Linked DNA regions of Sus scrofa: all the other regions are linked to region 2. Evidence: chromatin contacts called from public HiChIP or PLAC-seq and promoter capture Hi-C data. All regions are on one chromosome and are shown on one strand. The core of a region is the stretch at or near the end of the contact, and the rest is flanking DNA. Distances in the headings are between cores, read along the strand shown. Region 1 holds the start of NIF3L1 (NIF3-like protein 1). Region 2 holds the start of CASP8 (caspase 8, apoptosis-related cysteine peptidase). Region 3 holds the start of TMEM237 (transmembrane protein 237). Region 4 holds the start of BZW1 (basic leucine zipper and W2 domains 1).

Region 1 (2,903 bases), core at 238-2,737, 340 kb before region 2:
AGGATTTAAAATTTTTTTTAAAATTTTTTTTAGGGCTGTGCTGAAGGCATATGGAGGTTCCCAGACTAGGGGTTGAATTGGAGCTACAGCTGCTGGCCTACACCAAAGCCATGGCAACCTGGGATCCAAGCCAAATCTGCAACCTACACCACAGCTGACGGCAACACGGGATCCTTAACCCACTGAGCAAGGCCAGGGATCGAACCTGAATCCTCATGGAGGCTAGTCAGATTTGTTACCACTGAGCCACAATGGGAACTCCGAAAAACATAAGAATTTTAAAGTGATTTTGTTTCGGTTTTGTTTAGAATCATTTTATACTCTACACTTCTACAGCTTATCATTTGTCTTGTCATTGAAATCTCCATGCAGTTTTATTTCCCTTGACTAGATTTCTAAAAATTATATATACAAAGACATTCATAAGAATTCTATAAAACTTACCATTTTTCTTCTTGATGGTTTCAGGATGTACTGTTACTTTCTTACAGTTTATTGACAGAAGTTCAAAAACGAGCCTCTATTTCCAAAAGAAAAAGAATTAATTCATTTCCCTCTTTTAACTCAAACATGCTCATGTTTCCTGCATATTTAAAAGAAAAATTCTCGAGGAGAACAGATCCCTCCCAAGTAATCCGGTTGTGGAAGCGATCAAGCAATCCTACTCATCTCCAGCCCCTAAACTCCTACTTCCCCTGCTTACTCTTCAAGAAGAGTCTGATACATTTCTGCCTTAAGCCTAGCATTGGGTTTTCCCTTCGCCTGGAACACTTACACTCAGTACGGCTATTTCCCTCACCTCCAAGTCGCTGCTCAAAAGTTAAGTCTCATTGACCTGATAAATCTATTTAATACTGTCTTAAAGATTTCCTTTCCCTAAAGCACTTAGCACTAATATATTATATGCTTTAATTGCTTAATTCAACAACACCCTCCCCTCCAGAATACTCACTCCAAGCAGCTTAAAAACTAAAGCATAGAGCGCTCTTCCAGTGTTCAAGTGAATGAAAGAGTAAGTGACGCTACCCCATACTTACTTAACCACTTCACTGAATACAGATATTTTTTTAGTCAAGAAATAGATTAAGATAGGAAGCTTGTGAGAAATTCAAGTGGTCAGGCAAGGAGGCTCTGCCCACAGCTGTTGTTAAAACAGCAAAGATTCAATAACAGGTGCTCCGGAGAGTCTGTAAATTCCAAGAAAGTTTCTTCAGGCCGCCACCCGGAAGTCGAGCAGGAGACCCACTTAGGAGAACGCCCCTCCTCTGCTCACCTCCTTCCTCCTCCTCCCTATCCCAAACCCAACCGACCAGAACGAGGGAGAGGATGTAATTTATCCCCATCAGGAACTCCTTTGACCTTAGAGAACTTCTTAAATAATCACACTAGGACAAAAGGCGTAATGTTGGGCAATCCCTACAGGCGCCCCTGAACTCAGATGCAAAATAGGAAAGACCTCTTCCGCCCAGCTCCCCCGCCCCGCCCACTTTTACGCCTCCAGGAAGTTCTGCGCAGGACCGGAAGTAGCGCTCTTGGCAACCTGGGACTGGTGATTCTCCGGTGGGTTAGATTCCTGCGTGCGGCAATGAGGCCCTGTCGGCGCGCTGTGGCCCTTGCAGGCTGAGGTTTTGGGGGTGCTGCCGCGAAAGGAGGCGGGGGAGGAGATAGGCGCAGAAAACCGGTTTGCTGCACCAGAGCCTAGGGTTCTAGAGCGGCCAGGGTCCTGACTCGCGGCTTGCCCACTGTGCTCCCCGCACTTTTAATTGTTCTGGAAAAGGCTTGAAGTGGGGCTGAAATAAGAGGGCGAGGTTCACAGGCTGTAAAGTGGGTCCTGCTAATAATACTTATTAACAAGCAGTGCTGACTTTAGGCCAAGCATTTTCTCCAACTTTACGGTGAAATCTTGCGACGATACCGTGAGCTGAACGCTATTCTATTCTTCAGAGATGGGAACCGCAGAGATAGAGTAATCTGTTTAGACAGCTGCGGCTCGGGGAGTCAGTCTGGTTTTAGGGTCAGGTGCCCTTCACACTGTGCCCTGCTGCCTCCTATTCTTGTTAATGAGCTACGCAGCTTGTAGATTCATAGGAAATGGTGGTTTTGTTATTTCCAAGGGCTGCTTCAGATCTAACAATAGATAACTCAAAACCAGTGTGGTGGCCCACTAGAGCTTCACTTTAGCGCTTGCCAGATTTAGAAGTCTGGGGAGTTGGAGTAGTGTCAGGGAATCTGGAGAGTGGAAGTGGTATAAGGACCCTTAGAAGATCTTCAAAGACCCCAGGCTCCAGTGGTTTGTGGAGGCTCCACATGACTCCAAACCATATACTGAATATGGTTTGGGGCCCATTTGCTGCCCATTCATAGAGTGATCCACGTACGCATCCCATGATTCTGGCTGCTGACAAAACACTTCATTTTTAAAATATGTTGTTGTTACTTTTTTCCCATAAAGCACCTTTTAATGTTTGTCTCTACCACCATAACTTAATTCTGCTGTGATAAGGGAATGGAGACTGTGCCGGTCTGTGCAGTAAGCATTTAGCACTGGCCTGTATTGGTGATACTGAGATACAGAAGAGATAGTTCCTGTTCTCTGGTAGCTTGCCAGTACTGTGGGAGACAGAAAACAGGAATGTAACATAAGAAAAACTAGGGCAGAAGCAGGTGGGATGGGGGAGGGGGACACAGAAAAGGAAGGTTTGTTAAGAAAAGCTTTATTTAGGAAGTCAAAGGGGACTTGGAAAGAAGGGTAATAGAGAAATGGAGAAGGCTGGTTCAAGCAAGGATGGGGTGAGCAAGAACAAGGATGTGGGGTGGGGGCAGGAAGGAGATGAACATAATTGTGTGTTATCTACCAGGCTTGTTCCTGGTGACTTAAACATAGTAATCCATTTGCTTCTCCA
Region 2 (3,001 bases), core at 243-2,742:
TTTGTATTGTGTTCCTATTGCATAGCTTGTTCTATTTCTTTTTTTAAGCAAGCACACTGCGCTGCAAGTTCTGCTTTTGGCCATATCCCACTTGGTAACCACGACTTGCTCTTCCACAATGGACAGGCTGCTCAACCCTATGTAAAGGCTGTGTAAGCACGTGCCCATCAATCCTTAGCCTGATCCAGCTTGCAAACGTTTGCCCATCTGATACGTACAAAGTAGGGAGCTCGTTGCTTTATTTTGCATTTTTCAGCTTCTTCATGAGTCTGAGCATCATTCATCCACTTTGGCCATCTGAGTACCCGGTCAGGGAACCCTGTGTTTCTATCCACTGTCCTTCTATAGGGTTTTTCTTTTTCCCTTGTTGATTTGCAGGAAACCTTGTAACATTCTAGATGTTGCTACTCTTGTGTCCTGGGAACATGGACACAAAAGTTTCAGTCTCTGCTTTTGTGATGCTCACAGCTGAGGACAGGAACTAGTCACAAAACAGCGGGACACCAACTGGCTGGATGCTCTGGAGAGTCTCGAGGGAGAGTCAGGAAGACCCTCCTGGCCTAAGAGTTAGCCGTGAAAAGGGCTTCATTCTGTTGGTGTGTTTTCCCTCATAATTCTCAGAGTGGAGTCAGGGGTAGCAAAGGGCCACCACACTTCTCCTCGGCCCTGGGCAGGTGGCCGGGCTCTTTCAGACACCTCATTAATCCTCAGGCATCCGTGAGATGGGTCTCTGCCCTCTGAAAATTTATATTCCACTTGGGGAGAAAAAAAAAAAAAAGCAGTTCTGAAGAAGAGAGTTATTTGATTTTATCCCCCTCTGTTTTTATCATCAGAAAACATTTCAACTGACTGACAGCAAAAAGGCAGGGTTAATGTGTATTTTGTTCTCTGTTGTATCTCCAGGCCCCAGGCCGTGGTGAGGACCCCAGGATTTGCCTCCTTGGTAAGTTCTGCTGGGAACTTTGCAAGGAAGGACTGTGCTTCTAGAATTTTCTAGGCAGCTGAAAGTGGGACCTGGTGGCCTCCGGGTCACGAGGTGATCGTTGTATTTGAGGGCCAGTGGGGAAACCATGAGCGTTTCTGTTGAAGGTCAGCAGAGCCTCTGAGAGCTGTGGTGAGGGGCCTCCATTTCTAGACCTCCTGGCCACGCAGGAAGGCTCCATGAATTGAAAACATTGATGTCTTCATCACAAATGCAGCAAAATCTGTAAACCCTTGAAAGAAGAGAGTGGTAAACGAGGGTCCAAGGGAAAATGACCTGCCCAAAGCCACACAGCCAGAGCCAAAGGTCAAGTGGCCAGGGTCCCCGCCCAGCCCTGCCTCCTGTTCTTGGGCTCTCTCCTGGAGCTCTAGACGGAGGTGCTGCCTGGAGGCTGGCCTACCTCATTCAGCCTAAGTGACTCAGGAGTTTCGAAAACAGGAAGTTAGTGAGCTGTGCTGTTGGTTCTTTATTCGACTTTTATTCTTGTCGTAGATGGGCCAGGAGAGAAGAGGCCTGTGAAGCGGCTGCCACGGTGAGGATCCCAGGATTTGCCTCCGGTAAGGTCGGATGGGCCTCTGGAGAGGAAAGCCTTTGATTTTAGGGTTTTCTAGGCGCTGAGTGTGGGAGCTGGTGGCCGCAGGGCCCATGGGGAGTTCCTTGTATTTGAGTGGGGATGGGGACCCTGGGAGAGGGAGCAGCTCCTCTGAGAGCTGTGGTGAGGGTCCCCAGATCCCAGATCTCCAGGCCCCTCCGGCTTCGGTTGGTCATTCCTGGGTGTTTTTTTGTTTTGTTTTTGTTTTTTTCATGATACTTCAAGCCAATTATGCTGGGCAGATGATCAAATAGAAACCAAAATTTAAATCTCAACTGACTTTCCTGCTATAGTTACCCATCTGCTGATACACAGACCCACCAATATAAACACATGCATCAACAGATACATGCGTGCACACCTAAGAATTCAATTGTTTATTTTTTTGAGAAATTGAAGGGGTGCAGAATAGTACAGGAATAATATAATGGCAACCACACACTGGTCATCAGAGACTTGTGCTTGTGAGGTTGAGCATTTATTGGTGAAGTCACACATCTCTTCGGTTTGGCTAGAAGTTTTTTGAGGTTTGGACACATTTTCTGGGGTGTGTGATAGTGCTGGCTGGGGCCTGCAGTGGACAGTGTTTGTCTGCAAGGTGGACCTCTGGCAGGTTCTGGGGGAACCCCCAGTTTGGGGCAGCCAGCCTGGGCTTGTGGGAGCGACCACACTATCACTTAAGTGTTTCGGCCTGACAGCAGCTTTCAAGTACTCTTGAGCGTTGAATGAGATACAGATTGTTGTCTCAGAAGACCAATGCAAATTTGGGGTTCCTTTTCCCTAGCTTTGAGGTAGTTTCCCAAAGGAGCAAGGGTGCTGCTGGAATGGTGCCCGAAGGATTGTTTGTGATTTGATGAGATTTATTTGCAATTATATTGCGGCATAAAAGGTGATTTAGGATTCTGGGATAAGACGCTGAGGTCTAAATCCAGGCTCCAGCATGTATTGGCTTGGTGTGTAAGGTTCTAATCCTCTCTTGGCATTAGTGGATTTGTTAAAAAGTCCAGTTTTCGTATTTTGGGGGTTTCTGTGGTCTTTCCAATTTTTAAATAATTTATAATCTTCAAAAACATTTTGATTATGTGTCTTTCTTCATTAAATTCCTTCACTGGCTTCCAACTGTAATTAGAATGAAATCCAAATCTTTGTGATGTCTGTCATTGAGGCCCTTGAGTGAGATGCTCAAATCTGGGCCTGATGCTTCTCACCAGCTTATTTCCAAAGTGATTTTTCACCATAGCAAAATGAGGGGGTAACAGCAATATCTTCAGAGGATTATAGTAAATGAGACAAGAAAAATACATGGTTATGCTTGTATGGTTATATGTTATAAACACATATATAAGCATTTACGTATATCAAAGTACTTTGGGGTACACATTTATTATAAAAATATTAGGTATGTATTATATAGTACAAATATCTTT
Region 3 (2,744 bases), core at 195-2,694, 350 kb after region 2:
CACTTTATTGATTTTACGTTTTTAAAATTCAATAATAAAATTACTACAAATTACTTTTACCTTGGCACAGGTGGAAGGGCCCGTGGAGGACGCTATGGGGAACAGAAAAAGAAAACGGCTTGTAAGTAAAGCCTTAGAACATCTTTACTTCATGTACCTCACATTTTTGATAGCCCTGTTCATCAGTTAATGCCCAGGAGGCACTGATGAGGATCAAATGGGCAATTTTAAATTTGATCTATCATTTCTAAATTTCTTACAAAAATTCCTTCCTTCCTATATTCCTTACTATCTACAGGCCAGGGCCTGTTCTAAGCATTAGGGATACATTAATGAACAAAACAGAGAAATGCCTGCTTTTTTGGAATTACATTCTAGTGGTTAAGTATTAGAAGATAACATTAAATATATTTATACACACATATATCAGTATGTATACATATATATGCATATATAAATATATATAAAACCATGCACGTTATTACAGTAATGTGTATGATCATATGTATTACTTTAGTTAGGGAAAGTCTCTCTGAGATATTACAGCTGAGATTTGAATAAGAAAGGAACCAAAGGGAGCAAATACAAGGCTTTTAGGGGAGACTGGGCTTAAATAGTTCCAGATAAAAGAAAGCCAGTAAAGAAAAAGCAGTTATCCAAGCATGGGCAGATTAATTAGGAAGACCAAGGGAAGGAGCTTAGATTCTATTTTAATTCCATAGGAAACCGATGGAGGTTTTTAAGACACAGAGTAACACATTAAAAAAAAAAAAAATTCTCTGAACACAGCGTAAAGAACACATTTTAGGGCAGAAAGCATTAAAAAAAAAAAAACTTACAAAAACTTCTTTACATGAAAAAGAAAAGTGTTTGCAGTTCAGAAAAAATACAGTTAAGTGGCATTCTGGAATTTTTCAAAATAAAATACCAACAGAAATGTCTAAAATGCAGTTTAATGTTGCAAGTATCTCAAGCTGCTTGCAGAGGATACTGACTAAAAAGGGTTAAATTTTAAACACTCCGATTGTTTGTTCCACAATTGTCCCATTTCGCTATCCATTCATTCAAAAGATGTATTAATACAAATGCTACTACACTAGGACAAGGTCTTACCACTATCCAGCAGTTAAAATTCAACTGGAAAAAAAGAGAGTCACATGAAAGCGCTATTGTTCTCAAGATGCTAAGGACCGCGTTCTAACCAAGGGCTCAGTTCACAGGGTAACTCCACATTTCAAAAGTCCCGCAAAAATGAGGTGTCATCTATCCAGAAAGTCAGTCTCTACGCTCCTCAAAAGGTGGGTGGCTCAAGTAAACTCAAAAGGAACTAAAGCTGGCTTACCACTTGCTTCTTCCCCATCCTGTCTAAATCCGGGATGCCCCGCGGCCGTGGGCTCCCGGGAGAGGGTTCACCGCCGCCCGGCCCGCTCCCGCGCAGGCGCAATGCGTCATCGGGCTGCGCTGTCCAGGCCGCTAGGACCCACAGCCTCCTCCCAGCAAGATGGGAAGGAAGGGGAGCGGGGTGGGGGACCCTGTCTGGCCTTTTCTGTCTACTCCGGCGTTAAAGGGGGCATCGGAGTCCGGGCTGAAGTGCCCTGGAGGAGAGGCTCCAGCGGGCGCGGGGTAGCAATCACGGTTTTCCCCATGATTTCCCAAGTGGTTGCGGACATTTGTTCCAGGAATGTAAGAGAAGACCAGGACTGAAAGTTCCCCACTGGCAAACGGCGATCTCATTCCCGGGCGGCTAAATGCCCTCCGAGGGGCGTGAATAAGGAGGGCCTCGTCGACTGCCCCCGAAACTCGCAAGGGCTGGGGCCGCTGAGAAGTGAGGCGTCGTCATGGCAACGTGCGCACCCAGGCCCCCGGAAAATTCACGCCTGCCCCCTCACCCGATTCTTGGAGTTCGGGTCCGGCCTTGGGACGAATTTCCAGCCCCCAACCCCAACCCCAACCCCAAGCCTATCCTGTGAGCGCCGAAGGGGCTGCTGCGCGAGCTCCTGGAGCTGGGCTCTCCCCTTTCGATCCCGTCCGCCTCACCCCAGAGGTAGCTGCCCGGGTGGAGCAGAGGCCGACGGGCCCTAAACCGCTCACCGGGTGGTCCTCCTCCACCCCGAGCCCGGAGTCGGCCCTCATGGCTTGGTGCCCGCCGGGCTGCCTCGGCGCAACTGCCGCGGGCCCGAGGCTGCTTCCCCGCGATGCAGAGGTCTCTCGGACTTGCGGGAGGCGGGGGCTTGGTGGCGCCAGACTAGGGCGCCTCCCCAGGTCTCCGCCCGCCTCCGCGCGGCCAAGCTTCGCAATCCCTGGTGTCAGAGACGCATTTAACCACCAAGCCCAAAGTTTAGCTTGGGGTTTGAGTGTGTGTGTTGACGCAGGCGATTCTCGGATTTTCTTCCATTGCTTACCCTCCATCCAAAGAAGCACAGCATAAAATCAAATCTAGGCTCACCAAAGTGTTAATAATGGCTTAATTTTCTTCATTTTGTTTAGACATTTTAGAAAAATAATAAGTATTCATTTCACATGGAAAACTACAGATATTTTGAAGTTTAAGGTTAAGAAGGAGTAAGGGGATGGTGTGGATATGACATACAGGAGTAGGAAGAGCTGCTGGAAGACAGCCTTCGTGGAATAACGTCCTCATGGGGGGGGGGGGAGGTGTCTCAGATATTGGTCTCTACCACCGAAATCCATTCCTCTTTCCTAATTTAAGCATAAATGTAGATACTAGCTTTGGGGAAAATTAA
Region 4 (2,700 bases), core at 91-2,590, 400 kb before region 2:
CAGTTAGAAAGTTACTGCAAAAGTCGCAGTTAGAGGTCTCTAGTTCAATTAAGATTCATTGAATGGATAAATAAGAAAGATCTTGGTGGCAAGGCAGCATATTATAGCAGTGGAGCCAGACTGCTTGAGTTCAAAACAAGCTCTTCATTCGCTAACTGTATGAACTTGAGCAAGTTACTTGGCCTCTCTATACTTCAATTTTCCTATCTATAAAATGGAACTGGAGTTCTCTTGTGGCACAGTGGGTTAAGATCTGGCATTGTCAATGCTGTGGCCCCAGTCACTGCTGTGTCGTGGTTTGGATCCCTGGTCTGGAAACTTCCACATGCTGCAGGTGTGGCCAAAAAAAAGAGAGAGAGAGAGAAAGAAAAGCTATAAATTAAATGGGGCTAATAATAATTTCTAGATCATAAGGTAGTTTTGAGGATTAAATGAGGTGAATACAGAAAATGCTTAGAAGAATGCATGACACATACCTGCTAAAGTAGCAATTATTTTTATTAGTGAAACGTTTTATTAATTTAGTGGTTCTCATATGTGGTACCTAGACCAGCAGCATCAAGCATCACAAGGAATTGGCTGGAAATGCACATTCCCACACCAGATCTACATACTTCGGGTGAAGCTCAGCAGTGTGTTTTAACAAGTCCTCCAGGGGATTCCGATGATCTCCGAGTCCCCACAACCAACATACTCAAGAGGGAACTACAGAGACCACAGACAAGGATGGCGGTCACATTCGGAGGACCGAGTTTCCTTCCGACACCAATCTGCATTTTCCTCCCTCTTAAGAGAGGCAGTGCACGACCCCACCCAGCCAGCACTGCAAAGCAATGTTGCCTCGCTCCGGACTTAACCTGAGCAAGTTCTGCCAACGCGGGCTGGAGTGGAAGCCAGGTGTAGACACTTTACCAAACTCAGCCTTTGCCCACGAAGGACTCAGGCGCCCCCAGCCCTTGGGCTCCGACTTCCGGCGCTAGAGAAGGAGGTCGGTGGAGAAGGGACTCAGAGCGGACGTGTCCAACTTCCTCGGCACCGGCGGGGGTGGTAGGGAATATTCGTTTTCCTAATCCCTCCGAGTGCCAACTAAGAGACCCGATGATGCGGCGGTGATAGAAAGATGGTCTAATCTAGGATAAACGTCCTGGAAACCTAGAACCCAGTGAGGGAATAAAGAAGCCTTCAAAATCCTCTCGGCTTCCTTCACCTCCTTTCTCATCCCATGCCCCAAAGCCGCGATCAGGGAGGGGCGGGGGAGAGCCCCAGAGGAGGAAATCTCGCGATAGGACACAGACCGGGGCGGGGGTGGCACCTCTTCCCTCCGCCACCTCCTCGCGTTAGTTCCGGTCGCAGAGGAGACACCGCCGCAGTTGCCGCCACCTCCGGGATTTCTGGCTCTTTTCTCTTCGCCTTAAATTCGGTGAGGCGCAGACCTCGCTCATCTTGGGCCGACGTTGTGGCTCCTCGTCGCTGAGCAGAGGGTGAAGGAGGCGGCAGGCCCTGTGCGGCCCAGCTTGGATGGGCCCGGGCGGAGGCCGCCGCATGAGGCCGGACGGGATCCAGGGCCTGGATTCGGGGATCGGGGCCGCCGCCTCAGCGGGGAGGCCGAGGGACGGCTGCCCGGACCGGAACGAGGGTCCTGTGTGTGCCCCGCGGAGGCAGAGGCGGTGGGCGAGGCAGACCCCCCCTCCGGCCCTGCCCGGCCTGGGTAACAAAGCCACCGCGGCCTCTGTTGGGTGATGTACGCGTGGGGGGCTTCCGGCGGGCGGGGCGGAGGAGCCGCCACCACCACTGCGGCCGCCCCCACCGCCGCTGCTTTCGCTGGAGGGCGGGCGGATGTACGGAGCGGCGGGGCCCCCGGCGCGAAGCGCCTCGGCTCCTGTGATCCGCTCGTTGCGGCGGCCGCCTCCGCCGTCGACGGGGTCAGTAGAGAAGGGGCTGCAGACGAGGAGCAGCCCCTACGGCGCCCTGCCTGGGGCTGAGGGGTCCTGGGCGGGGGCAGGTTGTCTGTGGCTCGGCCGGGAGGCACAGGAAGAGTTGGATGGGGAAACACGTGCCGCGGGAGGAGGCTTGGATAGGAGAGTATTGGGCGAAGGAGGCTGGCCTGCTTTCAGGTTCTTTTGAAGGCAGGAGTGGTGCAAGCGGCCTCTGCGGTTACGGGCACGACTTGAGGGGAGGGTAGTGCTGCTCCTCAGATGAAGGGATTCGCCTTCTGACTGTGTCTTTAAATTGATGTACATGTTTTGGATACCTCCTGACTCTGGTGGTCATCTCTGTTTAGCCCTCTTTAGTACTTAGAAGTAATGGAAGATGTAGGCGAGTTTAAAGAGGAACGAGGAAGAGCCTAAACTATGTTTATGATGGGTGATTTGCCACCAGTCACTGTGGCACTGTAAAGTCATTTAAAAGTATCCTTCACATTCCGTCTTTAAAACGGTTTTTGTTTTTTTTTTTTTTTTTTGTAGAAAGAAATGCGGATTTAAAACTTATATTTAGTTCAGGCAAAGGCAGTTCTTTGTGCCTGCCCAGGTCTATTGCTTGTCTGAAAGTTTATGATCTGTGTGGTTTATAAGTCCCTAGACCAAGGTTTGATGCTTTGTTTTTAAAATGCATGTTATTTTTAAGGCTTTATTTTCCCCCCACCAGGGTGTCTTTTATGAATAATCAAAAGCAGCAAAAGCCAACGCTATCAGGCCAGCG

The links. Promoter capture Hi-C pulls out the DNA fragments that hold promoters and counts their contacts. HiChIP or PLAC-seq counts read pairs in DNA pulled down with a chosen protein or histone mark.
Region 1: an H3K27ac HiChIP or PLAC-seq map of alveolar macrophages shows a contact between it and region 2. The contact joins the promoter of NIF3L1 here to the promoter of CASP8 in region 2. A contact is called at or near these places in 1 of 5 promoter capture datasets (fetal liver) and 1 of 2 datasets of contacts at active chromatin or transcription factors (alveolar macrophages).
Region 3: an H3K27ac HiChIP or PLAC-seq map of skeletal muscle shows a contact between it and region 2, with 4 times the contacts expected there. The contact joins the promoter of TMEM237 here to the promoter of CASP8 in region 2. A contact is called at or near these places in 1 of 5 promoter capture datasets (liver) and 2 of 2 datasets of contacts at active chromatin or transcription factors (alveolar macrophages and skeletal muscle).
Region 4: a promoter capture Hi-C map of liver shows a contact between it and region 2, with 2.2 times the contacts expected there. The contact joins the promoter of BZW1 here to the promoter of CASP8 in region 2. A contact is called at or near these places in 1 of 5 promoter capture datasets (liver) and 1 of 2 datasets of contacts at active chromatin or transcription factors (alveolar macrophages).

What each region holds. Positions count from the first base shown.
Region 1 is chr15:104,582,249-104,585,151 of Sscrofa11.1, forward strand. It overlaps NIF3L1 (NIF3-like protein 1), which reads left to right and starts at 1,488. Exons shown (of 7, transcript XM_003133583.6): 1 at 1,488-1,560. PPIL3 (peptidyl-prolyl cis-trans isomerase-like 3) reads right to left here and starts at 1,504. Exons shown (of 6, transcript XM_013984381.2): 1 at 445-1,504. The coding sequence starts at 447.
Region 2 is chr15:104,924,865-104,927,865 of Sscrofa11.1, forward strand. It overlaps CASP8 (caspase 8, apoptosis-related cysteine peptidase), which reads left to right and starts at 1,493. Exons shown (of 9, transcript NM_001031779.2): 1 at 1,493-1,539.
Region 3 is chr15:105,274,363-105,277,106 of Sscrofa11.1, forward strand. TMEM237 (transmembrane protein 237) reads right to left here and starts at 1,445. Exons shown (of 13, transcript NM_001243665.1): 1 at 1,343-1,445; 2 at 61-92. The coding sequence starts at 1,360.
Region 4 is chr15:104,524,596-104,527,295 of Sscrofa11.1, forward strand. BZW1 (basic leucine zipper and W2 domains 1) reads left to right here and starts at 1,341. Exons shown (of 12, transcript NM_001244493.1): 1 at 1,341-1,420; 2 at 2,647-2,700. The coding sequence starts at 2,657.